Linked DNA regions of Pan troglodytes: regions 2 and 3 are each linked to region 1. A link is a contact called in public Hi-C and HiChIP or PLAC-seq data. All regions are on one chromosome and are shown on one strand. The core of a region is the stretch at or near the end of the contact, and the rest is flanking DNA. Distances in the headings are between cores, read along the strand shown.

Evidence for each region. Hi-C and Micro-C count contacts between places; a contact is called where the count stands out from the background. HiChIP or PLAC-seq counts read pairs in DNA pulled down with a chosen protein or histone mark.
Region 2: a contact with region 1 is called in an H3K4me3 HiChIP or PLAC-seq map of stem cell-derived excitatory neurons, with 2.4 times the contacts expected there. The contact joins the promoter of POLR2A here to the promoter of KCTD11 in region 1. A contact is called at or near these places in 1 of 7 Hi-C or Micro-C datasets (stem cell-derived neural progenitor cells) and 1 of 1 datasets of contacts at active chromatin or transcription factors (stem cell-derived excitatory neurons).
Region 3: a contact with region 1 is called in a Hi-C map of induced pluripotent stem cells, with 2.5 times the contacts expected there. The contact joins the promoter of SENP3 here to the promoter of KCTD11 in region 1. A contact is called at or near these places in 3 of 7 Hi-C or Micro-C datasets (induced pluripotent stem cells and stem cell-derived neural progenitor cells) and 1 of 1 datasets of contacts at active chromatin or transcription factors (stem cell-derived excitatory neurons).

The regions. Positions count from the first base shown.
Region 1 is chr19:17,864,512-17,867,211 of NHGRI_mPanTro3-v2.0_pri, forward strand. It overlaps KCTD11 (potassium channel tetramerization domain containing 11), which reads left to right and starts at 1,423. Exons shown (of 1, transcript XM_016931434.4): 1 at 1,423-2,700. The coding sequence starts at 2,617. It overlaps ACAP1 (ArfGAP with coiled-coil, ankyrin repeat and PH domains 1), which reads left to right. Exons shown (of 22, transcript XM_016931433.4): 21 at 624-673; 22 at 969-1,151. The coding sequence ends at 1,069.
Region 2 is chr19:17,995,474-17,998,173 of NHGRI_mPanTro3-v2.0_pri, forward strand. It overlaps POLR2A (RNA polymerase II subunit A), which reads left to right and starts at 1,334. Exons shown (of 29, transcript XM_016931455.4): 1 at 1,334-1,939. The coding sequence starts at 1,847. ZBTB4 (zinc finger and BTB domain containing 4) reads right to left here and starts at 1,204. Exons shown (of 4, transcript XM_511299.8): 1 at 1,086-1,204. It overlaps SLC35G6 (solute carrier family 35 member G6), which reads left to right. Exons shown (of 2, transcript NM_001135645.1): 2 at 1-469. The coding sequence ends at 83.
Region 3 is chr19:18,073,048-18,075,747 of NHGRI_mPanTro3-v2.0_pri, forward strand. It overlaps SENP3 (SUMO specific peptidase 3), which reads left to right and starts at 1,427. Exons shown (of 11, transcript NM_001205128.4): 1 at 1,427-1,721; 2 at 2,524-2,700. The coding sequence starts at 2,535. It overlaps TNFSF13 (TNF superfamily member 13), which reads left to right. Exons shown (of 6, transcript NM_001205130.2): 6 at 166-1,050. The coding sequence ends at 275.

The sequences.
Region 1 (2,700 bases), core at 173-2,672:
AAGCCTGCGCGGTGGGGCCTCGGGAAGGGGCTGGGCCAGCGCCGGGGCCAGGCTCGAGAAAGGCTGCGCGAAGTGTGCACTGGGACGTGGAGTAGAAGGCAGGCGGGAGGGCGGGCAGGGTGCAAGGATGCTTGGCCCACCCTGAGAGGCGTCATTCGCCCATCAACATTGCTGTCAGGCATCTTTTTAGCACTAGACGTGACCCCGGGGGTGGGGGCAGATGAACGGAACGCAACCCAGCTCAAAGGATGGGAAGTTGTGGGGGAGGTGAGGATAGTCTTTTTTTTTTTTTTTTTTTTTGAGACGGAGTCTCACTCTGTCGCCCAGGCTAGAGTGCAGGGGCGCGATCTCGGCTCACTGCAACCCCCGCCTCCCGGGTTCAAGCGATTCTCCTGTCTCAGCCTCCCCTGAGTAGCTGGGACTACAGGCGTGCGCCACCACCCCCGGCTAATTTTTTGTATTTTTAGTAGAGACGGGGTTTCACCATGTTGGCCAGGACGGTCTCGATCTCCTGACCTCGTGATCCGCCTGCCTCGGCCTCCCAAAGTGTTGGGGTTACAGGCGTGAGCCACCGCGCCCGGCCAAAGATAGTGTCGTTCATTTCTTAATTCCCTCCTCTTCAGGCTACGACTGGCAAAGATGAGGGAGGCTGAAGCGGCCCAGGGGCAGGCAGGTAAAGAATACACCCACCCCACCCCCCAGGCCCAACACCTGAACTCTGGGCTTCTGGTCCACGGTGACCTCTCTCCCTAGTGCCCAGCTGCATTCATTCCGTTATTTAACAAATGCGTATTGGGCGCATGCGACGTGCCAGGCCCTGGCAAGGCATAGGTGCTGGCGCAGTGCCCGCGGCGCGCACGTTCCCACCCAGGCTCGGAGCGCGAGGTCCCAAGGTGGGCCCCAACCGCCGGATCCTGCCCTTCTGCACTGGGGCCCAGCCGCCTCCCGGCCTTTCCTCCCTCCCCCAGGAGATGAGACGTATCTTGACATCTTCCGCGACTTCTCCCTCATGGCGTCAGACGACCCGGAGAAGCTGAGCCGGCGCAGTCATGACCTCCACACGCTGTGACCCCAGGCCCACGGGGCCCGCGCCTCCCTCCCTTCCCCGCCACCGGGCTCTCTGCTATTAAAGCCTCCGTGCTTCGCTCTTCCCTTCTGGTTCACTTCTTGGGCGCCACCTTCGGGCGCGTAGGGTGTTGGGCGCTGCGGCTCCCGAGGTGCGGGGAGCGGCTGGGGGTTTGCGAGCTCCAGTCCAGCAAGGTGCGACTCCGGGGAGCGAGGCGGCAGCTTCGGCCGCGGCCTGAGCGCCGGGCGCTGTGGGGCGGGGGCTCTCGGGCTGGGGCGACGTGGCCAGCCCAGTCCTGCCGAGGGGTGGGGCTGGCCCTGGGGCTCGCTGGCCCCGCGCCGCCGCGGAGAGAGCGCGCCCGGGCCACCCCGGCTGGAAGGCATCCCCGGAATGCGGCGGCTCAGCACCCGCCCCCTCGGGAATTCCCCGGGGGAGCCGCTGGGAGGGACTCGGCTCCTGGGCTGGGCCGGCCGGGCCTCGGGCTCTGAGCGGTGGGATTAGAGGCTCCAGCCACGCCGACTTGCAGACGTGAGATCGGGCACACCTGAGCGGCGGCGGGGCGGTCGTGGCCACATCCAGGGCGACGTGCCTGAGTCACCCCGTCCCGCCAGCGTCTGCCAGTCCAGCCAGTCCGCCCAGTCTCTCGCGTCCGAGACTCGCCTCCAGCCTCCCACCTCCGCCCGGGCCGCGCGAGCTTCGCGGGCGCGGGGGCGGGGCGCCAAGGGGCGGGGTTGTCTCTTAAAGGGCCCCGGGCCGCTGCCCTTAGGCCACTTCCTGGGGGCGGAGAGGACCTCAGCGGCTGCGGCGACACCCAGGGAAGGCGGCGCGGCCGGGTCCCGAAACTCCTGGCTGTTTCCATCAGAGCCCTCGGACACTCCCAGCCCGGGCTGAGCACGCATCGTCGCTCCCCGGCGGATACAAGGGGGCTCCGCCATCCGCTCCCGTCAGTTCCGCCTCCATCTCCTGGGACCCGCGCCGGCAGCCAGGCCAGGCCTCTGAGTGGCCCCAGAGCCCTGGCTGGACTCGTCCACGGCGGCAGCGATCTGCCCGGGGTCTCGGAGGCCATCCCTTCAGAGTCGGCCCTGTGCTCGCCACCGTCACCTGCTGGTTGGATTCCGGAAACCCACTGTCTGAAGACCACAGAGGGGTGTCGCTGACCACCCCAATTCGGATACGTCCAGACCTCAAGCTCCCTTCCCCTCTCTGGCTGCCCTCTGCTCTTTTCATCTCTTCTCTCAACCTTTTGGGGATTTCTGTGTCCTGACACCACCTCCCCATCCACCGCCAAAGTAGCCGGGGTGAGCCCCAAACCTTACTGGGTGTGCTCCACCTGTGCCTCCAACCCAGCGAATCTGACAGCTTCGACCCAATTCTGCACACACCCAGGAAGTTCTGCCTTTTCTTTTCTTTCGGTGTCTCCTGTACTTCCCAAAATTTCTCCTCCTCCTGTGCCCTCTTCGCCCCCCTCCTTTGGGGGCCCCGTGACCCTGAATGTGGGGGGCACACTATATTCCACCACTTTGGAGACCCTGACCCGCTTCCCAGACTCTATGCTGGGGGCCATGTTTAGGGCCGGCACCCCCATGCCCCCCAACCTCAATTCCCAAGGAGGCGGCCACTACTTCATCGACCGG
Region 2 (2,700 bases), core at 84-2,583, 130 kb after region 1:
GGGCAGGGGTTGTGCTGGGCAGCATTGCCATCATCACAGCCCGGAACCTCAGCTGTGAGAGGGAAGGGAAGGTGGAGGAGTGAGATAGAACTTGGGAGCCCGGGGGTTGGGAGGGACAGGGATAAATAGAGGCAAAGACTGAAGACAAACATGGGAGGAGAAGTGACTGGAAAAGAACTGGTGTGGGAGAGGGATACCTCTCAGAGTCAAGGATGACTTGGGGACTTGGTGGAGAGGGACTACCTGGAAGACCTGGGGCCAGCCTGGGACCAAGGGATGTGGAGTCCAGGCTGGGTCCTGGAATCAGGGCATAACTAAGGGGTAAAGTCCGAGGAGCAGATCCAAAGGGCTGAGGCAGGGAGGCCGTGGGCCACGGGGAGGACTTCACTCAGCAGCAAAGAGAAGAGCATTGGGGCTGGAGTGTTCTGGCAAAGACAGAGCCAGCAGCTGCGCTGGGGGAGGGGAGCGTGCCTCCCCACCCCTCCCCTCACGGCGAAGGTTTCCTTTCCTCGTGCTTGTGCCCCCCCCTTGGGGTGGTGACGTGACATTGACATCAAACAAGGATTACTCTGAATGTGGCTTGCAGTGGTGTCGTCTCTGCTTTGGAGGGAGAGTGGAAAGTCCTACGACCGTTCTCATTGGAGAACCCCTTGGGATTCCCGCCCCCTATTTTATTCCTGAAATATTCTACAAAGTGGAGGATTTCCTAATGTTCAGATGCCTTGACCCCAAATCCCCCAGGACTTTCGTGGCCCGCCCCATGGCTAATCTGCTTTTCTCGGATTGTCGCGGTCCCGTGATCTCTCCCGGACAGTGGCCACCCTCCTTCCAGAGCAGGTCTCCCAGCTGAAGTCTCTTCGAGAGGCTCAGGCCATGGATCTAGGATCATGGCTCGGTACAGCGCGGCATTACAGGCCAGGAGATGCCCACCCGTCTCCGGGGGCCGTTTGACAAACATCGGCTACTTCCGGACAAGCCACTGGTCCTGCCATCTTGGTTTGTTCATGCATATTCAGCAAGAGAACTGCATATTCATGAGCAACCGCCCTTCCCCGGGAGGACCCGCCCCGCCCCGCCGCCATTACCGATTCGCAGAGCAGACCATTTTCCAGCTGGGGGGGGCTACGAATGAGAGGCTTTTGCTGAAGAGGAAACCGTTGTCCAAACTAGAATGAAAGCGGCCCAATTTTACCCTCGAGTCTTCAAACCTTAAGCCTCAGTGCAGAAGGGAGCAGCGAGGAGAGGCGGTGGGATTAAAGAAAAAAATTCTTCTCTCCCTGTCACTTCAAAAGATCGCCCAACCAGCGAGCGGCGGGTTGACCCACGACGCTGGCTCGCACCCCTTGCGGGCCTGCGCAGGCGGCCCCGTAGCGCAAGGGAGGGCGGGAAAGGAAGGGGCGGGGACGCGAGGGCGAATCTATAAGAAGCGTCGTTCAGCGAGTTCGCTGCTCAGAAGCGCCGAGAGCGCGGCCGGGACGGTTGGAGAAGAAGGCGGCTCCCGGAAGGGGGAGCGACAAACTGCCGTAACCTCTGCCGTTCAGGAGCCCGGTTACTTATTTATTCGTTACCCTTTTTCTTCTTCCTCCCCCAAAAACCTTTTCCTTTCCCCTTCTTTTTTTTTCCTTTTTGGGAGCTGAAAAATTTCCGGTAAGGGAAAGAAGGGCTCCTTTCGCTCCTTATTTCCCCGCCTCCTTCCCTCCCCCACCTTCCCCTCCTCCGGCTTTTTCCTCCCAACTCGGGGAGGTCCTTCCCGGTGGCCGCCCTGACGAGGTCTGAGCACCTAGGCGGAGGCGGCGCAGGCTTTTTGTAGTGAGGTTTGCGCCTGCGCAGCGCGCCTGCCTCCGCCATGCACGGGGGTGGCCCCCCCTCGGGGGACAGCGCATGCCCGCTGCGCACCATCAAGAGAGTCCAGTTCGGAGTCCTGAGTCCGGATGAACTGGTAAGCGGCTCTGTCCTCCCCTTCCTCCCTCCTCCCCTGGCGGGCGGGGCCGGACGGGGGCTGCGGAAACTTGGCGCTTTCTCGCTGCTTATGGGTGACGGGCCAGGAGCATGGCTCAGCAGCGCCAAGGCCGTGTAGGCGCCAGTCTCGGGCCTCCCAGAGTTATATTTTGCAAAGAGTTGAGCAGGCTTAGCGCTTCGTCCGAGATGGGGGGCTGGCTGGAGAGTGAGAAGGAGGGAGAGAAGGATGACTGATTTCACACTCCAGAATTACCGACGTTAAAGGCGATCAGACGAATCCTAGGGAGTCTTTACAAGTTTGGTTAAGAAGCCAAACCCGGGTAGCTTCCTCCTCTTCTGTAATACAAATGTTAACTGAGCACCTGCTGTGTTGAAGACACAGGAGACTCGGGTTACAGAGGTGTACACGACAGACCAGGACCCTACCTTCAAGAGCACTGTCTGTGGGAAAGGGCAAGCAGTAAACATGAATACAATGAATGAACGAGATAATTCAGTTAATGGCAGTTGTCTCGAATAGAGTGAAAAGGGGTAATCCCATGGAGAGTCACTGAGCTGGGGCTACTTTATTTTTTTATTTTTATTTTATTTTATTTTTTGAGACGGAGTCTTGCTCTGTCGCCCAGGCTGGTGTGCAATGGCACGATCTCGGCTCACTGCAATCTCCGCCTCCCGGGTTCAAGCGATTCTCCTGCCTTAGCCTCCTGAGTAGCTGGGATTACAGGCATGCGCCACCATGCC
Region 3 (2,700 bases), core at 177-2,676, 210 kb after region 1:
AGGAGGGAGGTTGGAAACCTAAACAGAGGCGGGTCTGAGGAGTGAAGTGCAGAATGCCGGGTCCTTACAGGAGGCAGAGGAACGGTGGAGCTGGAGAAGGCAGGGGGAAACAGGGCATCTGGATGGCTGTGCTTCACTGCGAATCTACTTTCTCTCTTTTCTCAGGTGTCTTCCATTTACACCAAGGGGATATTCTGAGTGTCATAATTCCCCGGGCAAGGGCGAAACTTAACCTCTCTCCACATGGAACCTTCCTGGGGTTTGTGAAACTGTGATTGTGTTATAAAAAGTGGCTCCCAGCTTGGAAGACCAGGGTGGGTACATACTGGAGACAGCCAAGAGCTGAGTATATAAAGGAGAGGGAATGTGCAGGAACAGAGGCGTCTTCCTGGGTTTGGCTCCCCGTTCCTCACTTTTCCCTTTTCATTCCCACCCCCTAGACTTTGATTTTACGGATATCTTGCTTCTGTTCCCCATGGAGCTCCGAATTCTTGCGTGTGTGTAGATGAGGGGCGGGGGACGGGCGCCAGGCATTGTCCAGACCTGGTCGGGGCCCACTGGAAGCATCCAGAACAGCACCACCATCTAGCGGCCGCTCGAGGGAAGCACCCGCCGGTTGGCCGAAGTCCACGAAGCCGCCCTCTGCTAGGGAAAACCCCTGGTTCTCCATGTCACACCTCTCTCCAGGTGCCCTCTGCCTCTTCACCCCACAAGAAGCCTTATCCTACGTCCTTCTCTCCATCTATCGGACCCCAGTTTCCATCACTATCTCCAGAGATGTAGCTATTATGCGCCCGTCTACAGGGGGTGCCCGACGATGACGGTGCCTTCGCAGTCAAATTACTCTTCGGGTCCCAAGGTTTGGCTTTCACGCGCTCCATTGCCCCGGCGTGGCAGGCCATTCCAAGCCCTTCCGGGCTGGAACTGGTGTCGGAGGAGCCTCGGATGTATCGTACGCCCTGGTGTTGGTGTTGCCTCACTCCTCTGAGCTCTTCTTTCTGATCAAGCCCTGCTTAAAGTTAAATAAAATAGAATGAATGATACCCCGGCTCCATTTCCCCCACTGCCTCGCCTCAGCCCGGTCCTCGTACGGGGATCTCCCGCCCTCCTGGCTCTCCTGTGGCGCGCCCCCCGCCGGATCAAGGTACTGGGGATGCCGCTAGGGTCAGGCCCGCGAGCGCGGAGAAGACAGAGCGCGGCGAAGACAGAGCGCGGCGCAAAAGGGAAAGTGGCGGGGCCGCCACGCGCGGCCGGGCGGCGGATGTGCGCAGGCGCAGCCTCGCGTAGCGCTCTGGGCTGGCCAGTCCCGTGGCGCCGGCGTCCTCGGGTAGACGGGACTGCGCGCTTGGTGGCCGCGCCGGCGCTCTTCGCCGGGTGTGACGTACTAATCGTGCGCCACCGCTGCCGGTGGGCCCGGGGCTCGCGGGAGGGGAAGGAGGAGGGGGGGAGGAGTGGCGGCGGCGGCGGCGGCGCTGGTGGTGGCGGTGGCGGAGGTGGAGGTGGAGGTGGAAGCTGAAGCTGAAGCAGAGCCAGAGGCGGCGCGGCGGGGTGCTCGGCGGCGCGGCACGCGGCCCAGAAGCGTTGGAATCCTGAATTGAGACGGCTGCGCCTAAAGACAGCAGGAGTGGCGGGGCCGCCGCCGTCGCCGGAGAGATGAGCCGGGAAGCTTGAGGCCGGAGACGCCCGCCTTCGGGCCCGTCCGCCCGGCTTCCCCGCTCCCGGTGAGGACGCCCCCTCCCCTCCCCCCAGCCCTGCCTTGGCCTCTCCCATTCCTGGGCCTCGCTCCCACCGAACCGGGGCCCAGAGGCCCGCATAGGGGCTTCTTAAGGCCCGTGTGCGCCGAGCCATCCAAGCTCGTGGGACCGGACTGGTGCCGGGTTGCATTCTGGTCCCCGAGGATGAAGTAGGAGGGGGCTGGGCCGGCCTGGCTTGTGCGCTCCGTTCTGTCCCAGCGTCTTGATTCGGTTCTCTTTAAGTTTCCTTCAAAGTTCTTCCCCGTTTATCAGCCTCTGCCCCCTGAACCATATCCCTGGCATCTGCACTTGAGATGACCGCAGCCTTCCCATGCCCCCCGTTCATCCAGGGTGTTAGAGAACTGTCTCCCATTCCAGTCCAGTTTCCACGTGCAAGTTGCATTCTCCTCAAGTACCACGGTTATCATGTCCCTGAGGAAAGAAATTGCCCTTGTTGGGCCCTCAAAGGACAGCCCTGGTGGTATTAAAATAAAGACGTAGAACCTGGCAGTGCTATTGGGTTTGGCCTGGTGATCCTAGAAATAAGATCTCTGAGGCCTGCTGCTTAGCCATTTTCCCTTGTCTCTGGACTGGGGAGAGATGATGGCACAGACCCTAAAGGGCCCCTTGTGGACCGCGTTAACTGGGAAGATCTTAAGTTAGGAGTTTTGCGTTTTTTCCTCTTTTCTTTATTTGCATCTGAATCCAGAGGAGGCATGGCCAGGAAGAGAGGCAGGATCTGCGGTGGGGTGATGCTTAGATTTTGATACCCTGATCTTTTGTTTTTCAGGGTACTGGAAGATGAAAGAGACTATACAAGGGACCGGGTCCTGGGGGCCTGAGCCTCCTGGACCCGGCATACCCCCAGCTTACTCAAGTCCCAGGCGGGAGCGTCTTCGTTGGCCCCCACCTCCCAAACCCCGACTCAAGTCAGGTGGAGGGTTTGGGCCAGATCCTGGGTCAGGGA